6 separate regions of the Mus musculus genome follow, and all the other regions are linked to region 1. A link is a contact called in public promoter capture Hi-C data. All regions are on one chromosome and are shown on one strand. Each heading gives the region's core, a stretch centred on a gene start, on an enhancer-like site or on the middle of the called end of the contact. The rest is flanking DNA. Distances are from core to core; before and after follow the strand shown. Region 1 holds the start of AV039307 (expressed sequence AV039307). Region 2 holds the start of Eif3j1 (eukaryotic translation initiation factor 3, subunit J1). Region 3 holds the start of Itpka (inositol 1,4,5-trisphosphate 3-kinase A). Region 4 holds the start of Zfyve19 (zinc finger, FYVE domain containing 19). Region 5 holds the start of Rtf1 (RTF1, Paf1/RNA polymerase II complex component). Region 6 holds the start of Oip5os1 (Opa interacting protein 5, opposite strand 1).

What was found. Promoter capture Hi-C pulls out the DNA fragments that hold promoters and counts their contacts. Capture Hi-C pulls out chosen DNA fragments and counts their contacts.
Region 2: a promoter capture Hi-C map of liver shows a contact between it and region 1, with 3 times the contacts expected there. The contact joins the promoter of Eif3j1 here to the promoter of AV039307 in region 1. A contact is called at or near these places in 3 of 39 promoter capture datasets (liver and pre-B cells).
Region 3: a contact with region 1 is called in a promoter capture Hi-C map of hippocampal neurons, with 3 times the contacts expected there. The contact joins the promoter of Itpka here to the promoter of AV039307 in region 1. A contact is called at or near these places in 3 of 39 promoter capture datasets (hippocampal neurons and liver) and 2 of 115 datasets of contacts at active chromatin or transcription factors (astrocytes and pancreatic cancer cells).
Region 4: a promoter capture Hi-C map of liver shows a contact between it and region 1, with 3 times the contacts expected there. The contact joins the promoter of Zfyve19 here to the promoter of AV039307 in region 1. A contact is called at or near these places in 3 of 39 promoter capture datasets (liver and pre-B cells), 1 of 484 Hi-C or Micro-C datasets (B cells) and 1 of 9 other capture datasets (liver).
Region 5: a promoter capture Hi-C map of pre-B cells shows a contact between it and region 1, with 2.5 times the contacts expected there. The contact joins the promoter of Rtf1 here to the promoter of AV039307 in region 1. A contact is called at or near these places in 4 of 39 promoter capture datasets (cranial neural crest, liver and pre-B cells) and 3 of 115 datasets of contacts at active chromatin or transcription factors (astrocytes, kidney and pro-B cells).
Region 6: a contact with region 1 is called in a promoter capture Hi-C map of liver, with 5 times the contacts expected there. The contact joins the promoter of Oip5os1 here to the promoter of AV039307 in region 1. A contact is called at or near these places in 2 of 39 promoter capture datasets (liver and pre-B cells).

Annotation. Positions count from the first base shown.
Region 1 is chr2:120,848,920-120,852,234 of GRCm38.p6, reverse strand. It overlaps AV039307 (expressed sequence AV039307), which reads right to left and starts at 1,579. Exons shown (of 4, transcript NR_038350.1): 1 at 1,470-1,579. It overlaps Ttbk2 (tau tubulin kinase 2), which reads left to right and starts at 1,817. Exons shown (of 16, transcript NM_001024856.2): 1 at 1,817-2,179.
Region 2 is chr2:122,026,885-122,030,348 of GRCm38.p6, reverse strand. It overlaps Eif3j1 (eukaryotic translation initiation factor 3, subunit J1), which reads right to left and starts at 1,769. Exons shown (of 8, transcript NM_144545.4): 1 at 1,625-1,769; 2 at 1,438-1,541. The coding sequence starts at 1,676.
Region 3 is chr2:119,740,956-119,744,686 of GRCm38.p6, reverse strand. It overlaps Itpka (inositol 1,4,5-trisphosphate 3-kinase A), which reads right to left and starts at 2,350. Exons shown (of 7, transcript NM_146125.2): 1 at 1,826-2,350. The coding sequence starts at 2,308. Gm25857 (a small nucleolar RNA gene) reads left to right here and starts at 3,731; the gene lies at 3,731.
Region 4 is chr2:119,207,192-119,210,775 of GRCm38.p6, reverse strand. Zfyve19 (zinc finger, FYVE domain containing 19) reads right to left here and starts at 2,056. Exons shown (of 11, transcript NM_028054.3): 1 at 1,593-2,056; 2 at 173-294. The coding sequence starts at 1,646. Dnajc17 (DnaJ heat shock protein family (Hsp40) member C17) reads left to right here and starts at 1,981. Exons shown (of 11, transcript NM_139139.2): 1 at 1,981-2,088. The coding sequence starts at 2,011.
Region 5 is chr2:119,673,604-119,677,314 of GRCm38.p6, reverse strand. It overlaps Rtf1 (RTF1, Paf1/RNA polymerase II complex component), which reads right to left and starts at 2,247. Exons shown (of 18, transcript NM_030112.2): 1 at 2,035-2,247. The coding sequence starts at 2,247.
Region 6 is chr2:119,592,256-119,595,732 of GRCm38.p6, reverse strand. Oip5os1 (Opa interacting protein 5, opposite strand 1) reads right to left here and starts at 1,437. Exons shown (of 3, transcript NR_027832.1): 1 at 1,299-1,437.

The sequences.
Region 1 (3,315 bases), core at 330-2,829:
GAAGATAATAGTAAACATTTATTTTTGATACTGCAGATTAAACCTTAAACATTTATTGTATCATATTTTTGTGGGGCTGAATGTGGGGAATGGCTTAGCTAGCTGATTCCGGCTTGGCTTATTTTACAAGGTGATTGTCAAGATGCCAGCTGGAAGCTGTAATTGCAGCATGCCCAAGACTGAGGCAGGAAGATCAAAAAACTGAGGCTATTCAGGGCTTCATGGGGGCTACAGCCTATCTTTAAAAGAAAACAATGAAGATTCCACAATGAAACCCATTTGTATCTTAACCTAATTTTTAAATTCTACCTGTTTTTGTAGCACATGTCTGTATTGAATAATGGGGGAAAAAAGCATTTTCCAACTTTCATCAATAGAAACAAAACAATCTGGCAACGCCTTCATGTTTGAATAGAACAAGATGACCTCACCATCAGTTGTCTTTTGTTTTGGTTTCTGTCCAAGAGTCTGCACATGACAGGCAGTAAGGATGTCTCCTGCTTGTAAAGGAATATAAAGAGGATGGTAGTTCCTTAACAGTAAGAACACTTTTGTCACCTAAGAAAATATTTGAAAGTAAAAGTGAACCTTTGAGCCGGGTGTGGTGGCGCACGCCTTTAATCCCAGCACTCGGGAAGCAGAGGCAGGCAGATTTCTGAGTTCGAGGCCAGCCTGGTCTACAGAGTGAGTTCCAGGACAGCCAGGGATATACAGAGAAACCTTGTCTCGAAAAACAAAAACAAAAACAAAAACAAAAACAAAAAGTGAACCTTTACAATTCATACCATTGCATCCTCTCTGTTCCTGGCAAACTCGTGGCAGTCATTGCAATTGTTAAGGAAAAAAGAACGTTGGGCATACAATATGGAATAGGTCCGCAGTTTGGTTTTGACATCAGTTTTGTGATCTTGGTAAAGTTTATTCTTAATTTTTAATGTCTATATAATGGATAGTAAAGAAAGAAGAGGGACTTACTCTTAGGTTTTGTTTTGTTTTTTTTCACCAAAGAGCTTGGCACATTCAACATGAAATACGTCTCCCATACAGCCTCGGTGTCCCACCCTTCATAGTTAGTCTTTGTGTGTCTTGAGCCACTCCTGCAAACTCCAAGCTTAGAGTCCCAGACTGGTCCACATGAAAGTTGTTCATTGTCTTTATCAAAAAGCCAATGAAATCTTTTTTCGTGGGTTGTGAATGGGCACTCCCTCGCCAGGCTGACATCTTTGTAACTCCTTTCTTTTCTCCCAATACCTTCGGGTTTCCCGGCCCTAGTTAGCAGCTTAGGTTAGGGGACAGCGCCCATTTCCCAGATCCTGGCAGCTCTAGGTCTGAGCAGGCGAGTAGACCTTAAGCAATGACCCGGCCTCACGATTCTCGACGCGACCGCCTCAGTGACAAAGCATTACCAATTTTCTTCCAAAGGGCCCAACTCTGTGGCCATAAGCACGCTGAGCTAGGAGAACACCTACTGAAGTCGGCTCTCAGAAGCACTGCGCCTTACATCTCTCCTCAGGACAGGCCGGCCGTTGCAGCGGAGGCTGGAACTACGAGTCCCAGAATTCCCAAGCACACGCGCACTGTCATTGTGATGCTCCTTTCCCGGTAACTCGCCCTCTCAGGCAAACCTGAAGATAGCGGCAATTCTCCGGTGGGGGGCGGAGACACTCTCGGCCCAATTCTCCGCCCCCTTCCTGATAGGCAATGGGACTAGCCAACCGACGCCACAGGCTGGGAACGTGCTCTCCAATCAGCACCCGCGGCGGAGAGGTGGGCGGTGCGCGCTGGCAGGGCGGGTGGGCTAGGCTGTGCGGCTTGCGGGGGGGAGAGTAACGTCGGGCCGGGTCAGCGGGCGCTGCAGTAGTCGCCGCAGCGGCGATGGGAGCGGTAGGGACGAGGAGGCGGCGGCGGCAGGAGGAGGAGGAGGAGCAGGGGCTGGCACGAGAGCAGCGGCCCGGGACAATCCGCAGCAATACCCGCAGCCGCTGCCGCCGCCTTTAGACGCGGACGGCATCCGAAGGGACCGCCGGCCGTCTAAGCCGCGCTCCGGTCCCGCCGCAGTGGGCGGCGGGGGATGGGCAGGCGGTGGCGGGCCCGCCTGCTGAGCGGTGACTCCTGCCGGTGCGGACCCTGAGCTAGACCCTCGTCCTCCGTCAGAGATCCTGCGTCCGCCGCGGCCCAGGTAGGACACACCCCCGAGCCCCAGGGCGTCTCCAAGAAGCTTCCCTGCGCCCGCCTCATCCCTCGTTCAGCTCAACCGAGGCGTGGAGGGGAGACTGCCCGAGACCCCTGGGTTTCTTATGCCCACGCCCTGAGGCGACGCCAGACCCAAATTGATCCTCATCCCACAGATCTTTCTGGTTCTGCCCCATTTCCCCGGAGGCTTTGGGTGCCTTCCCTGAACTTGGAGGTTCATGAAGCTGCTTCGTCTGTTTCTGTGGGTGACCCATATATCACTTGTACTCATGACTCTTCTGGCTACCAGGACCGAGCAGAGAGGAGTCTTTTGAAATTATGAGCGTTTCATTCTATCTTGCTTTTCCCACTGTAATGGAAGAGTGACGGGACTACCGAATCTCATTTGTGTGGTAACAAGGAAGGCCGGGACTTTGTAGTATTGAAGTAATGACCAGAGGGATTTGCTTTGACAAAGATGATGCTGTTGATACGCGGGGATGCCAAAAGAGGGACAAAAGAGCCTACATATACGCACTGTCGAGTCAGAGAAGTAAATAATCATGGGGATGCTAGGATACCTGATCCTTAAATGAAGTTCATTTTGTTTCAGTTGTGGCGCTGCCTTAGAGGTAAAAATGACATTGAGTTGTACTTTGCTTTGGATTAAAGTTGATAGGCTTCTCTCCCCTAGCTTTGGAAGCTGTCCTTTAACATTTAAAGAAGACAATTCTATTTTAACCTGTATATGATGGGAAGATGTTATTTAGTAGAATTGAATGTGTGTGAGAGAGTGTATTGTGAATGGACTCAAACTCTCAAATACAAGGAGGATTCAGGCTGTGTTTTGTTTCAGTGTTTGGTTTTGAGCCATTAATAGTTGCAGTGACATTAAACATGGACTTGCCAGGATAGACTGCAAAGATGTATCTGTTTTCTTTCAGCAAAGTGGACTAGAATAACATTCATTTAAGGAGTAAAAAAAATGAGGATTTTTTAAAAAGTATTGAGTGGGTTGAATACTTTTTACTTTTTATGTTGCGATTTTAAAGAAGCTGCAATGGTGACAGATATAACAGTATGCCATCTTGGAGAATCTATCCTGATGAGGATTATGATCTATTAAAAATTAAAGCATAATGA
Region 2 (3,464 bases), core at 520-3,019, 1.2 Mb before region 1:
GATACGAATTATAAACATCAGGAATGACACCATTTACATTCCATAACCCCAGGTAGATACTACATGGCATCATTACTGAAAGCTTTAAACAACCTTTTGGCATTTATTCCCGCCTCCTTTACTTTCCCCCCACTGTCCCCTGTTTTGTTTTAAACTTACTCCCATCTCTTGACTTTTTTTTTTTCCCAAGACTTATTTATTATTACATATAAGTACACTGTAGGAGGGCATCAGATTTCATTACAGATGGGTGGCTAGTGGTTACTGGGATTTGAACTCAGGACCTTCAGAAGAGCAGTCAGTGCTCTTAATCGCTGAGCCATCTCTCCAGCCCAACTTTAACTTCTTTAACTTTATAAGATGTCCTAACTTCTACTTCCTAGGAAAAGTGAAAAGTCAAAACTGAAAATCTGCCGTGATAGGATAATATAAGGTCGGTAACAAACCATGCCCAAGTGTATACATACAATAGATAAAGAAAGCACGTAAGTAGCCAGTCAACAGCACTATTATTAACTTCATTATTAACTTCAATGTACACAAAGATCACTTCATTCCTCAAATTCAGGCTGTCTGGTAAAGTAGACATACACTTCAGCAAAGTTCAGAGTAAAAATGAAAAATCCAAACAGTATATCTAAAGCTGTAAGATGAGCCCGTGAGAGTTTTTAAGAACAATAAAGGTGAATAGGACTCGAATTTACAATACAAAAAAAAAAAAAAACAAACAAACCACTGGCCCCTGGTCTACCACAACCACCAACTCTTTGGGGTTTTTTTCTAAGCCTGTCTGTCCCTGTGTAGATGAATAACTGTTAGCTCTGTTTTTCAGAGTTCACAGTTCTGTCCACTAACCCGATGGTTATCTCAGTGCTCTCAGTTCATCCTTCTTACCACAGGGTGGGGGAAGGGAGAGCTAAAAGTTGTTTTACTACTCCAATTCTAGTTTAGAAAATTCAATGTATTTTCTCCATCTAATCGCTCAAACGAGCTACCGGCCTTCACAATCATACCTAAGTTACTGACACATGGGAGAGCCGAACTAGGAAAAGCGGATCCACGACTTTCCATATGGGACAAACACTGAAACCGAGTTCCCGATCTGTTCGCCTAGTTTCGGTGAGAGGTTCTGGACTGCGAAGATAGCACGTGGGCCGACCGGACTGCTGCTGTCACTTCTCGTCTCCAGTTAGGTTCCAGGCCAGAGAGCCGACCCTCGGTGAAGGGCTGGGGCCCAGGCGGTCACCACCCTCCGCAGAGTCCGGCCGGACAAGCTGCCGCCTTGCTGCCCACATGGCCGTCCAGCCGAGGGAACCTCCGGGCCGAAGCTCACGCGGGACCCACGGCCCGCAGGCCCGGGCGGCGCCCCGGGGGCCCGATCTCCCCGCCCGCAGCCGGCGCCCACGGGCGTAGCCTGGCTCCCGGGCCCGAACCTACCTTCACGTCCTCGTCCTCGTCCTCGCCTTCCCAGCGGTCCCCGCCGGCCGTGCCGCCGCCCGCGACCTTCCGCACCGGGTCCTCCATAGAGAACGTGTCCGCGTCTACGGAAGAGAGCGAGTCGCGTTAGTACCCGCGTGGGAGCGGGGCCGCCACAGCCCGCATTTGGGCCGGAACTTCTGCTCACCCCAAGAGTCTGAGTCCCCCGCCGCCGCTGCCGCCGCCGCCGCCGCCGCCATCTCGAACCGGGGGTGAGCGTGTGCGATGGGAAGAGCTGCGAAGAGTTAGCGCGGCAGAGGTGAGTCACTGGGCTGGCTCTCGTTGGCCCGCGCAGGGCAGGCTGGGACAGTGGCTGACTGGGCGCCCGGCAGAGGCTCCGCCCCACGGGCGACGCGCGCGGCAGGGGCGGGGCGGGCGGGGTGGGGCGACGCTGGGCTGGGAGACGCGGACCAGCCTGGTCCCCCCAAGCCACACCCCTCACCCCCTCATCCCCCACCCCCCGCGAGAAGAGAAAGGAAGTGCGCACGCGTGAGTCGGGCGGTGCTCGGCTAGCGAGTGGGTCTTCTAGTGCTGGCTGATCGTGAGCCGGCAGCAGGCGAGCAGCGAGGAGGAAGTGGACAGGGCAGATATCCCGTGGCCTCCTAGCATTCGGGCACGGAGATGGAAGTATACTCCAAGTCTCCCTGGTTCTCCCTTCCGGTGATCACCCGAAGTCCTGCACGGTGATTGTTTTGGCGAAAACATTTCGGAGTTCCGTGGTCCGTCCCAGGCTTATTCTAGTTTGTCCTCAACACAGTAGCAAAATAGTTATGTAAACAGATTTCGACACAGTGCAGTGGCTGCAACAAAAAGAAGCATTATGAGGTTAGATGTTAAAAAGGTAGCATTAACGACGACGGAAGTTTCAGTTTTCTGCCCGCGGTAGGCACTGGTGAAGCTGGAGTTTGAGAAACCAAGTGACTTGTGCTCCGGTGCATTTCTGGTAGAGAGAAGGCTTGTGGTGCTCATCTGAGTGCATTCTAACAGGTAAACTGATAAAAAGAACCTAAAAGGAGCAAAATTCTCTCCCCCTTGGCACAGGGCTTCCCAGTAAGGACATTAAGAAGGAAGGAGCTAGTTTAGATATTGTCTGATTTTCCAATATATTCATTGTTTTTAAAGTTTTTTGTTTTGTTTTGCTTTGTTTTTAAGACAAGTTTCTCTCTGTAGCCTGGGCTGTCCTGGAACTCGCTCTGTGAACCAGGCTGGCTCCCAGGTGCTGGGATTAAAGGCATGAGCTTAGGTTTTAAGTCTTTAAAAAAAACAGACACACATCAGCCATTCTTAGTACTTTCCGTTTCTTGTGTATTTTTCGTCTACAAGTAAACATTTTATAAGGTGGTCTTTCAAGAAATGTTCTACCGCAATTTTTTTGTGTTTGTTTGTTTGTTTGTTTGTTTTCGAGACAGGATTTCTCTGTGTAGCCCTGGCTGTCCTGGAACTCACTCAGTAGACCAAGCTGGCCTCAAACTCAGAAATCAGCCTGCCTCTGCCTCCCGAGAGCTGGGATTAAAGGCGTGCGCCACCACGCTCAGCTGTTCGACAGCATTATTAAAATGAGAGATGACGCTCTATAAAAGAAAGCATCCGCCCAGCGTGGTGGCACACGTGGTGGCCAGCCTGGTCTACAGAGTGCCAGGACAGCCAGGGCTACACAGAGAAGTCCTGTCTCAAAAAACCAAAAAAAAAAAAAAAAAAAATCCATTTATGATTTTACAAAGTACCTAGTACATAAGTATAGGATAAAACCAAGAGCCTCTGCCTTCCTTGCATTACCACTGAGCTATGCGATTTCCAACTCGAATGAATTAATTCTGCAAGGATAACTCAAGCCCAAATTAAGCCAGTGACAATGGAGAGGAAGGAACCAGTCTGAAAACTATTTTAAGGTCAAAGGCAACAGAATGGCTAATTCTATTTATCAGCTTGACTAGACTGTGGTACCTATGTCCCCTAGCTTTTAGTCAAATACCAGTCTAATCGCTGTG
Region 3 (3,731 bases), core at 1,101-3,600, 1.1 Mb after region 1:
GGGGGGTTGGGAAGCCTGGGAGACAACCTGGGAGTTTGAAAGGTCCCTGAGAGGCCATCTGGACCGCTCCTGCAGCCTCCCGGAGGAGACCCAGGGTGGGAAAGGAAGATGATTTGCAGGGAACAGCTAGCTTGGGCTTCTCTTGGATGTCCTGACCCCTGCCGGAGCTACCTACACTGGACCCAGATTTAGACTGCAAGTCCTCCTCCACACAGCCTCTCCCTGAGCAATTAGGGGGTCCTGGCGGGCGGAACAGGGAAGCGGGTGTGCCTGCGCCCTAGCCCGGGTCCTCCCAGCTCTCACCGGTCGCGCCCTTCACAGGGGCCCGCCTCTCCGTGTCAGAGATTAGAGCAGGGGAGTGGCAGATCTACGGTACAGGTTCTTCAGAGGTCCTCCCACTGCTCACAAGTCACAGTATTGGGGAAGCCTCGGCCTCGGCGACATTCGCCTCAGTACCTAGTCTAGAGTCGCCCCAAGAACGACCACCGTACCGGATCGTACGGTGTCAGGACGAAAGGCACAGAGGACTCGTGACTGAGCCCCCGCACCTACACCTGATGACGGGAAGTGGGGGGACGACATCCTTGCTGTGAGTCCCCCACCCTCTTTTCTCTTTTGTATTGCAAGTCTCTGAGTCACAGTGCCACTTCGAGTCGTTACACTGCCTCCCTCGGTCCAATCCTAGTGTGCAGGGATGCCAGGTTCCAGAAGGCCCAGGCCACACCTCGGCGCTCTTCTCAAGGTGTCTAGGCAACCTGGGCGCGCGTCTTACTCTCGAAGTCGCCAGGACGCGGCCTTCAGGGCAGAGCGGGGCGTTCCCGGTTTTTTTCTCTCTCTCTTTCCACTCGAGGAACGCTTGCGTAAAATGCATCTAGAGCAACGCTGCACAGTCCACAGGCAGTTAGTTTAGTTATCTGGCCATGGTTAAAACAAGGGAGATTACTGACACAAGAGGATCGCAGGTTCAAGGCCCGAATAGGCTATAGACTGTGTTTCACTGTAACTTGGCAATTTAGTGTCAAGAAAAGAGGGCTAGGATGTAGCTCAGTGGTGGTTGTGCTTGCCTACTGTGTTTGAGGCCCTGAGTTCAACCTCCAGTCAAGGAGGGCCATACCACGAATAATGACTTCACCTCACACTGGCTGGTGATAGCTGCCGGTTAAATTGGCCCGGGAACATTCACATTGCCATACAGAGACTAGCAAGCTCTTGTCAGCCTCAGTTTACCTTTCCCAGGACACTTAGGAGCAGTAGGCCAGGGCGAGGAGGGGGGACGCAGCAGGTGGATCTTGGTTCCGCTCGGTTCTAGCCCTGCGCCCCTCCCTTCCCGCATCCACGCCTCGTGCGCGCGCGGGGAGCAGACGGCAGCGGCTCCGGAGCAGAGCCAGGAGCTCCGCTCCACTCCCACTCAAGAGAGGGAAACCGTGGCAACGGCGGGGGTGGGGCCGCGGCACCGAGAGGGGGAGGAGAGGGAAAAGCTCACGCGCCCCTTTTTCTCTCAGGGCTCCCGGGGCAAGGCTACCCCGCTCTGATCTCTCCAGCCCTACCTGACAGTTACCCAGGTACGCCAGCCGACCCGCCGGCTCCCGCTCCGTGGGTCGCGTACTCCTCAACCTCCTTTAGACGCCCAGGCACTCAGTTACCATCGCCTGCCTAGCCCCCGAAAAAGAACCAAGGCGAGAGGTCGTCCTGGGCTCCCTCTCCGCCCCCATGCCCCCTGTCCCCCGCTTGGGCTCTCGGCGGGGAACGCAAGCCGGTCAGAGCAGAGCAGAGAGCGGAGTCCCCGGCGCGCAGCCCCCGCTGGCCCCGCCCCCGCGGCCCGTACCTGCCCCACGTCCTCGCTGGTTTCCAGCTGCACGTTGCCGCGGCTCCTGCTCTCACTGTCGCTCAGCAGATCGTCCTCCGAGTCCTCGAGCAGCGACGAGGAGCCGGTGGAGGAGAGGGACGAGGTGGAGAGGCGGCGTGGCTGCTGCAGGTGCGACCCCGCAGCTGGGAGCCAGTTCCCCTCCTGGTCTGGCGGCCCTGGGCTGGCCGGGGTCACATCCTCCTCGCTTGTCACAGTGAGCTGAGGGATCACCGGGGCAGGGGCAGCACGCGGGAGCCCGTTGGGCACTTGTCCCCCACGCCGCTTGGCCCCGCGGGCCCGGGGCTCCCCTGCGGCTGCTGCAGCGGCGACTGCGGCGCAGCGCGCTTCGAAGAGCAGGCGCAGCTCCCCGACGCTCCGGCGCGGAGCCCTCTCCAGCCCGGGGCTGCAGGGCCCCGCGCCCCGTGGCCGCGCCATGCCCGTCGGGCGCCCGGGCAGGGTCATCTCCCGGCACCGGAGCCGCAGCCGAGCCCACCAGCCCGCGGCGCGGCGGGGACTGTAGACGCTCAGCGCCCCGGGCTTGGGACTGCCCCGGGGCGGAGCCTCGGCAACGCCCGCCCGGCCGCGCCCCGCCCCGGCCGCGCCCCCCGCCCACTCCTTTCACTTTCTGAGAAAGCGCGGGCCTCCGGGGGCCCTCGCTGCTGCAGGAGGCTTGCAGTGTCCCGAGTGTAACGTGGAAGTCCCAGGTCCGGCCCCCGCCTTATCTCTAGACCTGCCCTCAAGGTGGCAGAAGGGACCTGCCCCGCACCTGAGCCCAGTGCCCTCCCGCGGCTTTTGAGGGATTCCTTCAATGGGAACCAGAGGTCTTAATCTGCACAGGAAGAAGCTGTGCCCATTCTTTCACTCGCTTCCTCGGGCTCCTTTCCGTGTTCCAACCTTCCTGGTCAAAGTCTTTTGAGTCTCTGGGGCTTTTCTCTGGCCTGGGCCCCTTAATTCGGAGTTCAAGGCCGTCAGCCACCCAAGGAAGCCACACCTCAAGGAGTGTGCCCAACTAGAGTCTGTGGCCAGGGTCGAGCTGAGACTGCTCCCCACCCCCACCCCTCGAAGCTCTCCACTTCCCAGCGGGCAGAGAACAAGGTCAAGAGGCGGAGTCTGACTCTCTCCAAGTATCACAGCCGGTGGTGGCCTGCATTTCCACCGCCCCTCTCCAGCCCCCCACTAGCTGTTTCTTCTCCTCCTCCCCCTCCTGCCCCTTTGGAGCTTTGTGGTTTCAAAAGGAGTCCTTTCGCCTCTCTGAACTGCTGAATCTCCTTCGTCGCGGAGCTGCAGGGTTGCTCTGAGAGTAAAATTTTAGAGATGGGTGTTGAGTGCGTAGCTCAGCGGTAGAGCACTTGCGTAGTACGCGACTAGAACTGGATTCCATGCCCAGCATGAAAGGAACGAAAAAGTCTTGGTGCTCCAAAAATGCGAGTGTTTTTTAGTGTTGTAATAGACAGCCAGTGTCTCGGGCCACCCTATCTTGGCTCACTCCTTCTATCCATCTCCCTATCTGTAAACAGAAGAAAAACTTCACACGGCCTAGAGTTATGGCTGCATACTGAAAAGAGAACACCGATGTAGAAGTTCAGACACTGGAAATCCTTCTTGTCATCTCTGAATGGGTCTCTGGCCTCTGCTTGCAGGTGCTCAGCTGAACTTCAAGGCTACTGTGAGCAGAAGCCAGACTTGTCTGCCTTCCCCTAAAAGAATTGAGGGTCCTGTCATGGAACACCTAGAACAACAACCCTGGGATTGCTGGGGCAAGCCCAGGGTTAAGTATGAGACTTGCCTTTTCTCTCTTCAGCCAGAAGTTAAGAGGGAGGAGGAGAACCTTTCGCAAAGAGAGAAGATCTCTAGATGACTGACTGATAAAGGGAGAAGTTGGGGG
Region 4 (3,584 bases), core at 807-3,306, 1.6 Mb after region 1:
GAAAGGACATCAGAGGACAATGGTGTCAGAAGTCCTGCCCTCCTTCCCATTGGTAATTTCTACCCCAAATACTTCCCAGGCAGACCTCTGGCCAGGGCGCACAAGGCCACAAGGCCTGACCAGATGCTTATTGTCATGTCTGTCTGAACCCTTGTCAGAGCCCATCTCTCACCTGGTCAGGATTGTGTGGCACTGCTTGCAGACTTTCTGTTGTGTGTTGCCAGCCCGGGGTACCAGAGCGCTGAAGCTAAGACAGCCGTTACAGAAGGCTCGGCCACAATTCTTACAGCCATACTATAAGAAACAGGAAGCAGGAGGAAGCATGTCTCACCCAGCCCCGATGGCTCTTCTCTGAGACCCTCTAAGCACTCACAGAAAGAAGGAAGTGAAGTTGTGACCAGATTTTGAAGGAAGGAGGAAGAGTGGTATCCCTAGGGTTCTGGCCGAGATGGGTTCAGCAATTCCTTGTTTCCGGAGTCTTATTCAAATTAGATAAAACTTCAGGCAAAATTCACATGCTTTCTACCATTTTCAATTTCTTACCATGGGGGTGTAGTGCAAAGACAAACAAGGCCCAGTGTGTCAGGTCCCTGGCTTGTCAACAAAAAGAATCAGAGTTGGGTGCAGATCCCGTGCTTTCTCTGTTCTGGTAGAGATGGTGGGAGGTTCGCCTCAGGATAGGGTTGTAACAATAGCTTCAATTATTAAGTACTTAGTGTGTGCCAGGCACTAAGCCTGCACCTTAAAATTCATCATTTGTTATAACCATCATCACTTACATACGTCATCATATTTGATCCTGATGCCCACCAGTATTATCTCTATTTTAACAGGGGCCAGTGAAATTACATGACCGTTCAATTAGATCATTCTTTGAATAAGACAGGGCAGCTGAAATTTGAACTCTGACACCAAAATTGATATGTAAGTGCTCCAATCCTATACACCATGAATTCGTCCCATTTACTTCCCTTGCAGCTCACAAGGGGAATGTGGTTGAGAAGAAGGCTTTTTCATTGTGCCCTGGGGAGAAAAGGGCAAGCTGTGGACGGGGCAGGTTTCAGAACAGAGAGCAACCGGCATGCATGGGATGACTTTAAAGACAGAGATGGAGAGAAGGGGAGTGGATAGAATGTAGGTGGAGATTTAAAAAAAAAGTGTAGCTTTTGGAAACTTTACAATTTCTAGGGTCTTTTCAGCTACAGCACCTCACCGAAGCTACTTTACATTTTCTTAATTTACATTATTTCTTTGTGAGTGTATGCGTGCAGACATATGCATATCATGGCATGTGTGTGGAGATCAGAGAATAACTTTCAGGAGTTCTCTCCTTCCACCATGTGGGTCCTGGGGTTCGAACTAAGGTCATCGGGATTTGCAGGAAGTGCTTTTACCTCACTGAACCTCATCAGACCATCATCTTAACCCGGAAACGGGTGGGCATCCGACCCACTTTACAGAGAGGTTAACCGGGTTACTTCATCAAAACCACACAACTGAAAAGAAGCCGTCAAACGGTCTTTAGCCTGCAACTCCCTTCCCTTCGCCCCGCGTCCTCCCTTGGCCCTTCGGCTTTCTGGGAGTACACTCGCCTCCTTCTTGAAGAGGGTGAACTTGACAGCACAGCCGTAGCACCTGCTCTCCATAGCAGTTCTCGGCGCTGCAGAATTGGTAGGTTAGCCTCTCACCAGCGCAGGGTAGGCCTCTCAGACCCTCAGGTTGTGCAGCCCAGTCCCACACGCCCATCGGCGCTGTCCAGGGGCGGCCCAGCGCGGAGAATTCTGACTTTGCACTCACCAAGGCGGGGCGGCAGCGGAGTGGGGCATGCTGGGAGTCGTAGTTCATTCTCCGCAGCGCGCTCCTCCACAGCCAGTCAGACGAGAATCGGAAGGCATCATCCCAGGAGGCTTAGCGCGCTTTTGGGCCGGCTCGGAGCGAGTAAGCCCCGCGCCCACGCACACGCTCAGACTCCTGGGAGTTGTAGTATCAATTCAAGTTTGGACTAGAACCATGGCGGTGACCAAAGAGCTCTTACAAATGGATCTGTACGCGCTGCTCGGCATTGAGGAGAAGGCGGCAGACAAAGAGGTGAGAACTTGATAGGCAAAGCAGTTCTTCGGTCCTCGCGTCAGGGCGCGCGCCTGGCTCCGGCTTTCTATGCTCCGCCCTATCCTGGACCCGGAGCGAGGGACGGCCAATGACTAAAAAGGGGGCCTCCGGGCACTTCCTGAAAGGCTTGAGGACTGGGTTAGGGAGGGAGGCATTGAGAACTCTGAACTGTGTGACCGTGCTGTCCCTTCTGCCACACTGTTTGGAGGCCGGTTGAACCTGAGAGCCCAGGCCTGCTTTTTTGCGCCTGCGCAGCATCAGTTTGTACGCTGAACGTTTTACCTGTCTGTCTGGAGGTGTTTGGTTTTAGTCTGTTTTAACTTCAGGGGGATCCTAGGAAGAAAAGTCTCTAGGCTCTAACTCCTCCCCTCAGCCCCTCTTCTTTTTCTGGATTTGACGTTGAGGCCTAGAACCTAGAGGCCTCAGTTTTCTTTTCCTCTTTTTAAGTATCAGATGTTCCAATGTTGTCAGTGCGTGCTGCTTAGCGGGTTAAACAAGAGGATCAGAAGGTTAAAGCAGGTGGTGTGGGGGTCCACTTATCTCAAGTGCTGTACTTAAGGTTTCTGTTATTTACTCTTAGATTGTGGTGGCAATAGTGACAGTACACGCAGGGGAGTTCATTGGATAAAAAGTAATGCCCACCGGGCTGGGCATAGTGATCCAAGCCTGTAATGCACTTGGGCGCTGGAGGGAGGAGAATCAGGAATTTAAGGTCAACTTCAGTTTCTTGTGGAGTTTAAGGTCAGCTGTCTTAACGTGTTTAAGGTGGGGGGGGGGAAGAGATCCTTTTTATTTATTTATTTTTTCGAGACAGGGTTTCTCTGTATAGCCCTGGCAGTCCTGGAACTCACTTTATAGACCAGGCTGGCCTCGAACTCAGAAATCCGCCTGCCTCTGCCTCCCCAGTACTGGGATTAAAGGCATGCACCACCACCGCCCAGCAAGAGATCTTATCAATGCTCTTATACTTCTGGACTGCTTGTCCAATGCTTGAGTGTCAGAAAGAGTGCTCTGGGGCAGAAAATCAGGGTGATTGGATTCTTCAGTAAAGTTGTGGTCATCCTGCTCAGAAAGCTTCCTGAAGATTTGGCTGAAGTCAAAAATGGATGTAGAAATAAATACTCGTAAAGCACAGGCTTTCTCTTTGCAGCCCTGGCTGTCCTGGAACTCACTCTGTAGACCAGGCTGACCTGGAACTCAGAAATCCACCTGCCTCTGCCTCCCAAGTGCTGGGATTAAAGGTGTGCGCCACCAATGCCCGGCTCTCTCTCTCGCTCTCTCTCTCTCTCTCTCTCTCTCTCTCTCTCTCTCTCTCTCTCTCTCTCTCTCTCTCTCTCTCTCTCTCTCGAAGAAAAGTTGATGTAGCCCTGGCTGTCTTGGAACTTTCTATGTAGATCAGGCTAGTTTTTCCGAACTCACAGCGATAAATCTGCCTCCCAAATGTTAGGATGCCCCGTGCCCTGCTTTTGGGATCC
Region 5 (3,711 bases), core at 998-3,497, 1.2 Mb after region 1:
GGCACACACATGGTCCAGATATACACATGAAGGAAAGACATTCATACACATCAAAAAAAAGAAATCTTTTTAAAAAAGAAACAAATCAAAATGATAATTTTTTAAAAGCGCACTTTTTTTCATTTTGCATTGTGTAAAACTAAAAGACTATACTAACCTGATGTGGTAGAAACATTATGGATGTAAATGGGTTAAATTCCAATTTTACTACTTACTAGTGAATTGCTTTAACTTCTTTAATCTTGTTTTCTTGTAAATGTAAAGTGGAAAAAATAAGGTCAACTGACCATGACTTGAAAATGTGACAATGTAAATTGAGCACTTCACATCTACACTCCACAGACCAGCAAACAGAGGGGAGGGGGTACGATAGAGACTCTAATGTTTCTACCAGTCTAAAAACTTATCAACAAAACTTTTATAGATAGCAAGACATATTTTAGTAGATTTTTAGGAGTCTTTCAATGAACATGCCTTCAATTTATTCACTTAATTCCTATCCCTATACAGGGGTCCCTGTCCTTAGTCCTTCTACTAGCCCCATTACTTTCCTACTTCCCTGCCACCTTTTTAAAGGTATCCATTACTTTCTCTCTTTCTTTCTCTCTCTTTTTTATTCCTTTCTTAAGGCAGGTGTGGTGACCCATGTCTGTAACCCCCTGTACTTAAGAGGACAAGGTAGGAGAACTGGTTTAATTCAATGATAGACCAGGCTATAGTTTGAGATCCTGTGTCAAAAGGTAATGTGTGTGTGCGCATCTTGTTCTTTAAACCTTACAAGTTCTTCCCTCATAAGAGCCCTCCCTTTTCTTTCTTTTGTTTTTGAGGTGTTTGTTTGAGACAGGGTTTCTCTGTCCTGGACTCATTTTGTAGACCAGGCAAGCCCTCCCTTTTCAAGTCCTAATTAAACCTGAGACCTCTAGTCTATTACTAAGGACTCCCAAGAAGCCTTTTATACAAATACTTTGTAGTTTATACCAACATTTTTTATTATAAACATTTGTTTTATGCAACTGTCCAATTCAATACATGAGGCTGATATTATATGTCCATTTTACAGTGGAAACCAAAGGTAAATGGCTAGAAAGAAATTAGGAATCAGAATTACAGATTCTGAGTTTAGTACTCAATCTACTCCATTTATAAAGCTTCCTACCCTTCCTTTATGTCATTTACTCATGAAACATGGAGGAAATCATCTCCTGATACCATCAGAGTACTACTACACAAACAGCTTCCTCCCTGCAGTGTTTTTTTAAAGTACAGAAGCAATGCCGGGTACTCCAAGACGCTAAAGCCACAAGTTACTTTCAGTACTTCTCAGATCTTCAAGTGAAAAAGAATTCTATGCTGCTGCATAAAAGAGGCTGAGCGCTTGGAACACAGTCTCTCTCTGCTGCCCTACAATTCAAACTTCCAGTTATCTGCCCTCTCTCCTCCTCCAAAGAGTTTTTTGTCAGACATCCCAACGAGAACCCATTTCGACCGTAAATGATCATAGTCTCCCCCCCACCCCAAGCACCACGAAAGCTCTTCGGGACATGTATGGGTGTCTCTCCTATGTCCACATGCCTGGTCTGAAAAACTTCACCTTCCAGAGTCCACACCTTCTAGACAAATTTTCCCTCCCACCGCCCCATGCTCACCCTTGCACCTCCTCCAAAATCTCTCAGCCATTGGGGTTGGCGGGCGATACTTCCTATCTCGCCCAGCCCGAATCTCCCTGCCTGCAGTCATGACGTCCCGATCCGGCCCAAGCAGACAGCGGCCCCCTTCAGTACCCCAAACCCCGAGGCCCATCAGCCCAATTCCCTGCCCCGCCTCCCGGCCCAAGGCGCCAAGTCCTCGGGGCTCTGTCTCCAGGCCTGGCCCGGGCTCCAAGGGCCTAAGATTCAGCGGGGAGACAGGAAGGGACTACAGTAGCGGGACGGACACCAGGCTGGCCGGGCGCTCGGGCCGGGCGACTCCCAGCTCCCGTGGCCAGGACTGAGCCCTCCCGCTCTGCCGGCCCGCGCCTCCGCGGCCTGCCCTCACCTGATCCAGGTTCTCGTCACTGCCGCTGTCTTCCGTATCCGAGTCGATCACGACACGGCCTTTCCGCTTCTTTACCATGGTGGTCCCCCGGCTTCCACGCCGGACGCCGCCCTGACTCCCCTCTTGCCCGCCTGCCAGTGGGACCGCCACTGCCGCCGCCGCCACCGCCGCCGCCACCGCCGCCGCTCGACCCACACAAAGGCGACCGCGCATGCGCGCTCCGCTCCGCCCCTAGCCCCGCCCCCCGCCTGGCGCACGCCGTTCGCCGGCGCCTGGCGCCCCGCCCCGCCCCACCTCCGACGCAGCGCGAGGGGCGGAGCCACGCGCCCGAGGGTTCCGGACCAACGCTCCCTGATCTAGCTGTCCGGAAGCTTCTGCAGTGTTGGAGTTGTAGGCTGCCCAGGAGTTCCCTACTTGAAGCGAATTTGAGCCTCCGGACCAGGGTCCACTCTGAGGAAACTCATCCATCTCCAGCCCTGGAATGCGGCCTCAGGGACCACCCGCATAGTCGACAGCCCCTGGAAATTGCTGAGAGCTTGGGTGGAGGAGCCAGAGTCCGCCTGCCTGGGCTGTTATTAGTGACAGCCTAAATGCGACCCAAAAACTAGGGAAGACTATTCCAGCGATAATCGGAGAACTCAGATTCATTGTAGGGAAGGACCAGGTGTCGGGGTGTGGGATGAGCAGAGAGGTGGCCCGGGAAGAAAGCAGTAATTTAATGAGCTATGCTAAGTAGTTTCAAACTCGCTTGAGTGTCCTGGGTCTTTGGTAAGGAACGACAGTGACTTCAACACTGGAAGAGAATGAGAATAGAGAAATAGATGGGTTCTGAATTATTTGCTAGTTGGGGCGCAGAGGAGGCAGAGGTTTCAGATTCTGATTTAGGAAGATGAGTGTGAGCTTTGTCAAGAAAATATGACAGAGGTTTGGAAGGGAAGAGGGCTGTATAGGAAATGTTTTATGTCGTTGAATTTGAAGTCATCTGACAAAAAGGTCAACGCTGGGAATGCATTTTTATATATTATTTATGTGCAGCAGGGTTTATATTAGGGAGTATTAACAGTTACAATTTGAAGTTGTTCTCAAGTCTTAGAACGCACTGGTTCACTCATTCTGATAGACAACTTTAGAATTCAAATCTTTCTCGACTAAGTTGATGAGGTCTTGCTTTCTTACTATCCCACTTTGACTCTCTAAGTTATTTTTCTCAGCTCAACTACAGTACACATCACATCCCTTGCCAGGTGTGGTAATTATAAACCCATATTTTTAGATACTTGGAAGGTTAAGACAGGAAGAACATAAGGAACACAAGTTCAAGGCCTGCCTAAGTCTGCATAATGAGTCCAAGGCTAAGACCCTGTCTTAGTCGATCAATCAATATATAAATAAATACCAGGCAATGGTGGCCCATGCCTTTAATCTCAGGACTTGAAAGGCAGAGGTGGGCAGATCTCTGCATTCCAGGCCAGCCTGTCTACAAATCAAGTTTCAGAACAGCAAGAGCTGTTGTACGTAGAAATCCTGTCTTGAAATGCAAGAGGAGGAAGAAGAAGGTGAAGGAGGAGGAGGAATAAGAAGAAATAAAGTATTGGATATAGCTCAGTAGTAGTGCTTACAAGCATATGTAAGGCTCTAGGTTTAATATTCATCATTAAAAGCAACAATAGCCGGGTA
Region 6 (3,477 bases), core at 188-2,687, 1.3 Mb after region 1:
ATACTGTAGTCTCTCTGGAGGGGCGAGAAACTGTAACTCCGCAGAAAACCTCCCGTAATGTAGAGCTGTCTTTTAGTGGAAAGCAAACGACTTTCTCTTTTTTAAGATGAGGAAGGATGTTATATTCCCTTCCTCTGGCTCATACCTATTTTTTTCTACTTGTGGATCATATTAAAAAGAAAAACTACTTGTGCTAAAGGGGAGGGGTTTTGTTTTTTGGTTTTTTTTTCACCCCCTAAGCAAGTGCTTCCTGCTTCAGCTCTGCTAAGTCTAGGGCTAACAAAAACCATATAATCTATCACAAACATTCACTCACATTATGATTTTTCCATTTGAACTGGCTCTCACTAATATGCCAGTTTATTTCTGAAACAAGGTTTTGATAGATGTAAATTTCTGGCCCTGAGCACCAACACACGCAGCAAATGTCTCCCCGATCCAGAATTCAGAAGCAAAGACTTTCCGAGAATTTAGCTGAATACCAATAAAAGTAAGGGGGCTCCCAATTACAAAGAGATAAAATTAAATAAGAATCAAATATAAATATCTTGTTAGTACTACACTGTCACCAGTGTACACCAACTACACAAATGAGATTCCAGCAGTACTTCCAGAACTATAGTTCTAAAAAAACGAAAAGAAAAGCATCGTAAGCCGTTTCCCTTGATCCTGGGTAAGAAATCAACATAGGTGAATTCCACTGAGACCCGTTTGCCGAAACTAATGCGCCATAAGGGCATTATCAGGACGTCCAAGGACAAAGCTGCTTACTACGGTCATAAAAGTTTGGCAGGGGCGAGTATGAGGTAAAGGCTGCAAGAGTCTATCTGTAATACACATACTCAAATGAAAATACCAGAGGGAGCCTCTTACAGCAAATCTCAAGGTCAACGCGCCAGGGACACAAAATGCCCAGAGCTGCAACAGGCCTGTCAACCTCAACCGGTGACGCCTTCGGTAAAGGGTCAAACAATACAGAGATAGTCTTAGAAAAATAAAAGGGAGGTGCACACAGCGGCTTCCCGATACGGCCGGCGTACGTGCAACTCAGAGAACCAGGGCAAAGCACGCAGCGGCCAAAGCGAAGGGCGCAAGGAAGGGCGTGGAGCGCTGGTAAGGGAAGGACGCGGCCACATACCCGGAGGCGGCGGAGCCGACCGGACGCGGCTGCGAATGCAAAGCCCTGTCAGGCCCAGGCCTCGCCGGCTCCCTCATTAGGCTCGCCGCTACCCCGTCCCGAGTTGTGCCGCCCCACCGGCTGCTCGTCTCCCGATAGACAGACGGACTTCTCAGCTCACCTCACACGGTCCAGCACAAGTACTCCGCTTCTCACGGGAGGCCTGCCCCGGGCCCGCAGGCCAGCTGCCCGGGGCACGCCTCACTCCGCCATCTTCGCTCCTTCCCCTGTCCGCCAACCCAGGGGCGGAGGCGCGAAAGGCTCCGCCCCGCCTCCGAGTGATGATTGGACAGCACCTTGCTCGCGCGCTCTTTTTCCATCGCGGATTGGCTGGGAAGTACTTCAATCAATCCCTCTCTCTGGTTCTATTTTTTGTTGTTGGAGCTTAGTGCTCCAGTTGAAGTTAAGGAGGAAAAGGGTTGTTGTAATTCACTTGAGGAAAAACATTCCGCACGGAGGCAGTCTCACTTTTTAGTAAGATAGCACTACAAGGCCAAATGACTATTTTAAATTATCGTTACTGTAAAAATATACTGTTACTAGTAATTCCTCTCTTGGCTAAAGGATTTTTATACCCGGACTAACACTACACCCAGAGGAACAATTTCATGGTGTCAGTTCTTCTGACTTTGACCCACTTGAGAGAATGTTGCCTGCTGTTTAAAGGTCAATACAGTAGCGTAGTTTTCCTCACCTTAAAAGGGCCTGCCCGCTGCCTGAGAAAATGTTAAACTGCATTTGTTGTTTGTTCCAGTTGTAGGATTTAGAGATCCTTTAGCGGTATTTCCAGGAGAGGTAGTGAAGGCAATAGTGTGACTCTTCCAGGTGATGACACACGTTCTTCTGGATAAGCAGTGCTTCCTAAATGACGGGGTTATCACTAGGCCATTTATTAAATCCAAATTTCTATGCTTCCCTCTGTGATAAGGATGCTATGCCATACAAAGACAAAACACAGTTGTCTATTGAATCTATTGGCTAATAAAATAATAATAATAATAATAATTACATTATTCGTTATTATTATTAGAATGTTAGAACCTATTGAATAATAATAAATTCACAAGCTACATTGATTTATTGGCTGCAACTGGCCATCAGCCTTGATTTCCCTTTATAGCTGGGCTGGTGACAGAGACCTTGTGTATCCCAGGCTGGCCTCAAATTGCAATGTAACAGAATTACCACACTGGTTATGTCCTGAATCTCAAGTGAGCAACAATGTCCTCCATCCAAAGACAGGTTCTTTGAGTGTTAGCTACTATCAGATCACACATCACTGCACCGTATGTCTCTGTGTATGAATAGGCACACTGTATATCTGTATATACTTAGACTACAGAAGGCCTGCAAAGGATTACACAAACCTCTGTGTTCAGTGAGGTTTTACTACATCCAGACAGAGCTGATATAAATGGGAAAAGTCACCACAGTTAGATATTGATGAACTCATTTAGAAAGACACAGAGTATTGAAGCTAGCTGAGGGGTCCAGGTGAGTGTCAACGGAGGAATATGGTGAGGTGCAGGACTGAGTAGGGACAGACAGATGCACAGACAACAGTAATCCAAAGGAGCGATATCAAGCAATGAGGCCTGGGCTAAGCCGAAGGGCTGCCCAAAGAACCAGCAGAAACAGTCTTGTCCCTCCTCAACTCACTTAAGCAGGGGTTCAGGTGACACTGCAGGGCTGTTACCATCAAACCATGGTGCTATGTCTTTCCTATTTATATGGGGTATAGGTGAGGAATTCTCCTGCCTGAGGTGTATGTGTGTGTGCTCACATGTAGTGAAAACTCAGACTGCATGCATATTAGACAAGCACTTATCAGAGCTATATCTGTTTAATACACCCATATCCATTTTTTTCATGTATTTTGATTTGATATATTTTTAGATTAAATTTATGTAAATTATTTTGCCTGTGATTATGCATGTACATGTACCACACACTTGCTTAGTGCCTGAGGAGGTATCAGATCCCAAGGATCTGGAGTCAGGGATCATTGTGAGTCACCATGGCAGGGCTAAGACTCATGCCTGGGTGGGTCCCTACATGAGCAAGAAGGACTCTAACTGCTGGGCCATCTCTAGCACGTACTTCAAGCTTCTAGCAATCCTCCCACCTTGGCCACCTCAATCCCAACTCATTTGGTTAAGTTTATAGTTTTTATTTTTCTTGAAAATTTTTACTTTTAAGAATTGGGGCTGGGGTAGTGGTGGTGCACACCTTTAAACCAGCACTCAGGAGGCAGAGGCAAGCAGATTTCTATGAGTTTGAGGCCATCCTGGTCAACAGAG